2 separate regions of the Capra hircus genome follow, and region 2 is linked to region 1. Evidence: chromatin contacts called from public Hi-C data. All regions are on one chromosome and are shown on one strand. The core of a region is the stretch at or near the end of the contact, and the rest is flanking DNA. Distances in the headings are between cores, read along the strand shown.

What was found. A called contact is a pair of places that touch in the nucleus more often than the background predicts.
Region 2: a Hi-C map of liver shows a contact between it and region 1, with 5 times the contacts expected there. The contact joins two enhancer-like sites. A contact is called at or near these places in 3 of 5 Hi-C or Micro-C datasets (blood and liver).

The regions. Positions count from the first base shown.
Region 1 is chr5:50,078,902-50,082,927 of ARS1.2, forward strand. The region is part of intron 3 of PPM1H (protein phosphatase 1H); the gene reads left to right. Among named protein-coding and RNA genes, the nearest start is that of PPM1H, 140 kb to the left of the region's middle. Within about 2 kb of position 1,975, at least 1 of the 5 cell types and tissues checked has an H3K27ac peak or open chromatin away from gene starts, as enhancers often do.
Region 2 is chr5:50,297,509-50,301,556 of ARS1.2, forward strand. The region is part of intron 34 of MON2 (protein MON2 homolog); the gene reads right to left. Among named protein-coding and RNA genes, the nearest start is that of MIRLET7I, 22 kb to the left of the region's middle. Within about 2 kb of position 2,678, at least 1 of the 5 cell types and tissues checked has an H3K27ac peak or open chromatin away from gene starts, as enhancers often do.

The DNA.
Region 1 (4,026 bases), core at 725-3,224:
TCCCCCATGCCCAGCACCGAAGCCTCAAACTTGCTGTTCTGATGACATCTTTGCAGCCGCCCCTCTTGAGATTCAGAATGTAACTTATCTTTAAAGGCCAACTTGCCTTTCATTTGAGGTTTTGCTTTATTTATGACAGTTGAGGGAAGTAGAATCTGAAGTCTGTCTTGTCTCCTTCTTTCTCCCCACCTCCCACCAGTTCCCTTCTCAATCACTGATATTTATTTAGCTTATAGTTTATAACCAGCATTCTTCTGGACTCCAAGGGGATCTAGAAGTGAAAGATTTGATTTTATATCTGGGGGCGTTTGTAGTCACATTAGATGAACATAGAGATATACAGCATTTCGTTTAATACTCTGTGACATCAAATGAAAAGTTGATATCTGTCTGAAGGAGAGAATCAGTTAAAAAGATTCAGAAACACCAGGCCAGAATATATAGTATTCACCTCTAGGAAAAAGCGAGTGCTCGTCAGAAAATGTAAACTAACAGAACTTGGTGGGGGATGCTGTGGACACGGGGAGATGTTCAGCAAAGTTGTTCAGTCGCTCAGTCGTGTGTGACTCTTTGTGACCCCATGGACTGCAGCCCTCTGGCCTCCCAGTCCATCACTATCTCCTGGAGTTTGCCCAGACTCATGCCCGTTGAGTCCATGGTGCCATCCAGGCGTCTCAAGGGGAGATGATAAATTTCATCAAATACTGTAAGCTTCTTTGAAGGTTTCCTTTCCTCTTTGATCCTGGGCTTGCCTAGCACAGTTCATGGCTTGTGAGAAGGTGACCTCTGACTACAGGCCTCTGATCCATGCTGGCAGAGGCGGATTTCCCCTGCGCCCCCTCCCCATTGTATCTCATCTCGGATCTCTCTTCAGAGTGAGAAGGCTGGTCCTCCTGTGTCCACCATGGAAAATGAACCCTCACTTTCTGAAGGACCAGAACCTTAGGGACTCCTTGACTGACTTCATTTCTGCTTTCCATCACCATTTTATAACAATGCCTACTGCCCCAGCTAAGTTTTGTCACTTACTATGTAGGTGATGGCCTGATCCAGGATGACAGGTATGAAGAAGATAAGTGTCTTCTAAGTCTTGATGTCAGTGTCCTCCTTTCTTCCACAGCCTCCAGAAACAGGGGAGTCAGCATTTCAGACTCATGCAAGAAGTCATTTCCATTGTTGGTATGGTTGCGGGAGACCTAGGAACCAGAAGCAAGGCAGTAGTGATGACCTTTTTACCTACAGGAGTTGAATTCTGAACACAAGGAGGAAGATCTCAGAATTCTGTCCTATTTCATTTTCAGTGTGGCTATAGATTCCTTGCCACAGTGCAGAGTTTTTTGGAGGTTTGGTTGTTACTCAGAGAGAAAAAATAGCAATATTTTAACTTGTAAAACTGCCATACATCTTTCTAAAACATGGAGTAAATGGTTGGAAATACCACTCAGCTTGGCTTTGTTCATAGAAAGAACATATGGTGAAAAAGGAGGACAAATGCAGAGTTTATTTATAGTTTATGAACCCTAGTGGTTTTGAGAATTAGAATATTCGTGGTAAGTGGACTTCTAGTGGGGGGGGTGTGTGTGGGTGTGGGTGTGGGTGTGGGTGTGGTGGTGCTGGGTGGTAAAGAGCCTGCCTGCCGTTGCAGGAGACATAAGAGACGCAGGTGCGATCCGTGGGTCAGGAAGATCCCCTGGAGGAGGGCATAGCAACCCACTCCATTATTCTTGCCTTGAGAATCCCATGGACAAAGAAGCATGGCGGGCTAAGGTCCATAAGGTCTCAAAGAGTCAGACATGACTGAAGCAACAGCACCTGTGTGTTTTTAGAACAGGAGTTCCTCTAAGGAATGAGCATGTGATTCCACAAACAGCCAGCAGGTGGCAATATTAGGCAGTGATGTTTTTCTCCTTCCCCAGAGCCTAACAGATTGGCTCGTCCTCAGAATAAACCTAAATCAGACCCAGATACTGAAACCATGCAGAATCTTATTATTTGTGACTGACACTATTAACACTGTGCTCAGAACCATGTTTTAGCCCAGTTAGGGGGAGATGCCAGGGTCCTATTGAAACTCTCCAACACGCTCCCTTCTGATGTTTGATATTGCTTTCCTTTTGCAGTCTAAAATTGGTAGGAAACAAAGGATGATCCTGGAGTTGCATTATCTCTGGGACTTTCAAACCAAATTACAACGATCTTGAGCAGTATATTTTCTTTCTTGCAGTTCTTTCCTCCTGAGTTAGTCTCGTTTCACACACATCTCTTTTTTTTCCCTTCATTGGTCTCATTCTTTCTTGCAACAAAAAGGAGCAAAGCACAATCCCAAGTCTTAAAAATTGAATCCATTCTTTGATTTAGAGATGAACCTTACTTAAATGTAATATTCAGATAGCCACAAAACAGGGTAAATCAGTTCTGTTAAGTAGAAAGTAGTCTTGAGAGGGACTCCTGATTGAGCAAATAAATCAGTTATCTTGTTAATTGAATCTTCTGAGTCACTTAAGTTGATCCTTTCAGATCATACTTGAAAAAAGAATGATAGTATGTGCTTGTGTTTTGCTGGTAATTTATTCTAGATTTATGCCTGGAGGTTCATGACAGCTAAAATGGGGAAGCTGTTCCATATCGGTCTTTGTTTAGCAAAAAGCAGTGGGCACTTTTTCCGTGATTTCCTTGTTCTTTTGAGAAAAATACCTGAAGGGAATGTATTCTTGAGGGATACATTTTTATGTGTTTTTTCTCCCACCTAGAGTGTGAGAAGCTTAAGGTGACTGGAAAAGTTGAGAGTTTGAAGAAATTAGGTAGTTAATTCAACAGTAAATACATCTTTATTGACTTCATTTATCATGTTTGATCTGGTAGTAAAAGAACCACTCAGCTGGTCCTTTAATGTTCGTTCAGTACTAAGATTTTGTGATACATCTTTTTAAAGAGTAGTAGGTGGTGTAGGGAAAAAATAAATGTGCTATTTTGGCTTCTAGGGAGGGGGGGAAGCAATTATTTTTAGAATCTGTTCTAGTTACACCCAGTTTTAAAGGAAGTAAAAAAGCATATTTTCATGTCAGTGAATCCTTCAGGGGGGATTAAGTCTGTGGAAATATATTTTTCAAATCCTTGTCACTGTGATCCCAGAGAGTACACATGTAATTAAAGTGTGTGCCTGTGAGTCTGAGCACACACGCATATGTATATTACCACACAAAGCCGGGAAGCGATGAAAGCATGGGCATCTTAGCAAAGCTGCTTGCATAAAAAATAGTTAGACTGTGGTTCACTGCTTATGCGGAAGTGTTGCCAGATCTAGCATTCCTTATGCCAGGAGAACCACGGAGGGAAGACAGTGGAAACTTAGGGAAAGTTGAAAGAAATTATGAAATCTATTAGAAAAAGATACTGACTCACGTTATTAATGTAATAGCAAAGGTTTCACTGGGCAAGCTGACTGGAATGTTTCCCTTAAAATTAAAGGCAAATGTAGCAGATAATCTTAGTGTCAAACACTATCTTGATTTTTTTTCAAAGTATGAAATAATAATAATAATAATCAGAGTCTCTTGTGATGTAAACTGTGATACGAAAAGCACCTATGATGCAGGATAAACTTGTTTATCTGAATCCTGGAGGAATTGTTTGCTGTGGGCGACTCTTTCACGTGGACTTTGTATCTTTTGGATGGGAGCAGTGATTTAGTTTCTCAAGCATCGTTCACACTCCAGTTCACGTACAAAAATTGTCTTTCATTTAGGCTTTAGGTATTCAAACAGATATTGATCCTGGATGTGAAAGGATGGTTTCTGTAACTAGAGCAGTTCTTCCCACTGTATTAAAATTAGTTGTGTTGGGTGTGGACTTTATATATCTGTTTCTGTATTAATTTGATGAAATATGTATCTATCATAGTATCAACTTTATATCATTTATTTAAGTGCAAATAAATTGAATAAGCCTACTCACAAACTCCTTCTGAGTAGGGCTGTTGGTTCTGCTTTGATGCATTCTTTAGAGGTTCAAGCTTCTGACATCGGA
Region 2 (4,048 bases), core at 1,428-3,927, 220 kb after region 1:
AGCACTGTTGACTTTTGAACAACACAGGTCTGCACGGTGTGGATCTGCATGCGCGCGATAAATACTTCAGTGCTACATGATCCCTGGTCGGCTGAGTCCAAGCATGCAGAAACCAAAAAACGGAAGGACCATCTAAGTCATAGAGAAATTTTTGACTGCTTGGAAGGTCAGCACCCCTAATTTCTGCATTGTTCAAGAGCCAACTACACATATATTTGTATTTACACAATAAACTTATGGAAGGATTCCCAAACTAATAAAAATGGTGGACTACAGTAAGGTAAGAGCTAGGCAGGTACAGAACAAGGGATACAGATACAGAACAGGGGAAAGACTGCTGTTCCCTGTATATCTTTCTACAGTTTTGAATTTTTGAACCATGTGTATATTTATTTTTTTTTCAAATTTTTAATTAAAGATTGAGTAAGATGATAAATAAGTCCAAAAAAATACCTCTCCCACCAGAGAACCCTAAAACAAATAACAAATGTTCTGAACAAATACTGGGTGAACACTGGCTCTACTGGTTACCAGCAGTCCAACAGATTTCTGCTGGGAAGGCCCATCATTCTCCAAGTTGTTTTCTTTTCTATTTCTTAATGGAGTTTAGCATACCATGTTAATATGTTACTCTATCATCAATTACTTAATTTAAATCTTCACTTAATATACCCACAGGCATAATTCAAACTTTCTTGAACAATTTAACATTAATTTAGTTAAATCATCTATCATTAATACACTGCCATACCCATGGCCCATTGACTTTTCAAAAGAAGGCTATTCAGTTTTCCTTCCCTTTTCTTCCTTTATACAAATTCTGGTTACATTCTTAACAGCTATCTAAAGATCATAAAAAATACATTTGCCATTCCTAGTCTATCTATAGCAGTAACAGGAAAAATAGAGAATTTCCTGTTAATATATTTCTAAGAATCAAATTCTATCTTGTGATCTAATAAAGATTTTACTGGTCTCTAGGAAGTCAATGCATGATTTCCCTTTCTGAAAAATAAACCAGAACATCTTATTAAGATTATTCAAATTTGAACTTGATAGGATAAATTAAGGACATTTGTTCAAGAATTTTTCTTAGAAATTCTACGCCTTCTTTTTACACAAGTCTACTGCTTCTTGAAATTTAGTATCATATGCTTCCTAGGCCAAAGTAACAGTGAGTGAATTTTGAAAGCAGCAAAACACGTATTTGATTATGTAACACCTGACAGGAACAAATTATCTTGGGATTCATTTATTAGGAACCTATGTTCTTCTTGGGTCTGAAAAGTAATGCTGCTTAAAACATCAATCTGCTTGTACCAGAATGTAAATAAACAGACTTCTTCTAAGTAACAAAGTCTTATTGTATAAAAAAGTAAGCTAAACCAGTGTGCTTAGTGACACAATTGACTTATACTCTGATGCCAGCTCTTTATCTTGTCCTGAACCAGTAACAAGCCCTTAAAACCAGTGGCTGGTCCAAAAGGAAAAAAAAAATTCAGTGGTGGTGTTGTGTTTCAGAATAGAATAAAACATGATTAAAAAGCCTGTCAAGAACTTTACACTTTAAGGGGAGTGAGTCATGTACACATAGAACCATAATACAGAGAGCTTCAGGACAAAAGCACACAGAAGAGAGCTACAACTTCACCAAACGGAGAAATCACTCACCTTCAAGGAACAGAAACAAGGCTTCAAAGTAGTGTGATATCTGACCAGGGTGGACACAGGCAGGAGAATGAAATGAGGAAAGCATTGGTAGTACCTGGGTAGACTGACAATGTGAGTTTGGTGGGAGAATAGTATATATGAAGTCCAGTGGGAGATAAAAGCATGAAGAGAATAGAGCTAAGACAGTAGGACGCTTTGTATTTGGTAGGTTGTGGTAAATTAAAAAGATTATTTTGTTCTGTTTTATAAGGATGGAAAAATGAATCACCAATGCAGCACTTTTAGAAAAATCACTTTTGGCATTAATGTAAAGAATAGATTGGATAGAAATGTGTAACAGAAAAGGGGAAACAAATGAGAAAGTGCTATAAAAATGATCCAAAGCTATTTATATGATAAATGGGTATAAATGTAGCATAGAAGACTCCTATGACCCAAAAGACTCAGTCATGTTCTACATTAAAAATATATAAAATATAAATTATCTACACAGCTGCTGCTTAGAGTGCTCAGTCGTGTCTGATTCTTTGTGATCCCATGGACCATATTCCACCAGGCTCCTCTGTCCATGGGGATTCTCCAAGCAAGAATACTAGAGTGGGTTGCCACGCCCTCCTCCGGGGATCTTCCCAACCCAGGGACTGAACTCGGTCATTGCGGATTCTTTACTGCCTGAACACCATTTAGGCCAATTTGGGCTTCCCAGGTGGTGCTAGTGGTAGAGAACCCGTCTGCCAACGCAAGAGTTGTAAGAGATGCAAATTCAAGCTCTAGGTTGGGAAGATCCCCTGGAGGAGGGTACGGCAACCCACTCCAGCATTCTTACCTGGAGAATCCCAGGGACTTCATCTCTTCCTTTTAACCTACAACTATTAATATTAATAGTAAAATATCCTTAATTCAGTAAAAGTGTCTCTGCCCAATACATGAGGACTGCAGAGAATTCCACACGTCTGTACAATTGTACAAAAGACTGGATAGACTGAAAATTCTCTGGCAGTCCAGTAGTCAGGATGCCAAACTCTCACTGCCAAGGGCCTGGTTTGTTTTGATCCTTGTCGGGGAACTAAGATCCCACAAACAGCATGGCCAAAAAGAAAAAAAAAAAAAGAGTGGCTGGACTGAAATACACAGAGGCGGCAGGCCTGGGGAAATAGTGGAGGTGGTACCTGCAGTCCTGGATCCCCAGTCACAGCAGTGAACACCAAAGAAAACCTGAGCAGTAGGGCAGGTGACACAATGACTGGCCTCTCAGCCACAGCAGTGACTAAGGCTACAGGGAACCAGGCAACAACAGCGACAGCACCCCTCCAGTCAGAGACCCATGTGACTCTGGCCCCTCTGCCCACAGCAGCAGTGTCCATGAAACCAATAAGCCTGAACGTGGTGACAGCTCCAGACCCCAGCTCCTCACTGCACCCACCCTCTCTCCCCACTGCAGTGGACCCAGAAGACCCCAGACATGGTGGAGACACCTGCCACACCAGTGACCTAGGTCGCAACAAGGTACCAGCAACCCCAAAAGCAAAGTAGTGACAAGGGCACCAGACGCTACCTCTGGCAGAAGCAGTGGATGGTGAAAAGTGCCAATTCTCACTCTAACCACAGGCATCGCAGATAAGAGAAATCAAAAACTTGTACTATAGTGCCACCTACTGAAAAACAAAAGAAAGGCTTCTCATCATTAACCTGTTACATTATTAAAATCAAATAAAAAAGAAGCTTTACTAAAGAAAAAAGGTGTTTGTTCCTTCAAATACATCAGAGGAACAATTTTCATCAAGCAACATGAAAAATCAAAGTAACCTGGTGTCAGAAAAGAGAACAACAATTCTCCAGAAGCCAAACTTAAAATCACCCAACACTGCAATCTAATTGATAAAATTAAAACAGCTGACAGAGGAGCCTAGAAGGCTACAGTCCATGGGGTCACAAGAGTCAGACATGACTTAGCGACTAAACCACCACCACCCACCACCACCACCTAAAGAAATTTAGAAAGCTACAAGACAGCTCAGATAGAAAAGTAGTACGACGAGCTTAGGAATAAAATTAATGAACAGAAGGAATATGTTACCAAAGAGACTGAACTCTTAAAAAACAACCAAACAAACTCTGGAGCTGAAGAACTCAATAAAAAGAGATGAAGAATGTATACAACATACGGGAAACAGAACAGACCATATGGAGGAGAGAATCAGCTAGCTCAAAGACAGAAGCTGTGGGTCTTCCCTGGTGGCCCAGTGTTTAAGAATCCACCTTTCAATACAGAGGATGTAGGTTTGATCCCTGGCTGGGGAACTAGGATCCCACCTGCCATGGAGCCCTCATGCCCCAACTAGAGAGAAGTCCACACATCACAACAAAAACCCAATGC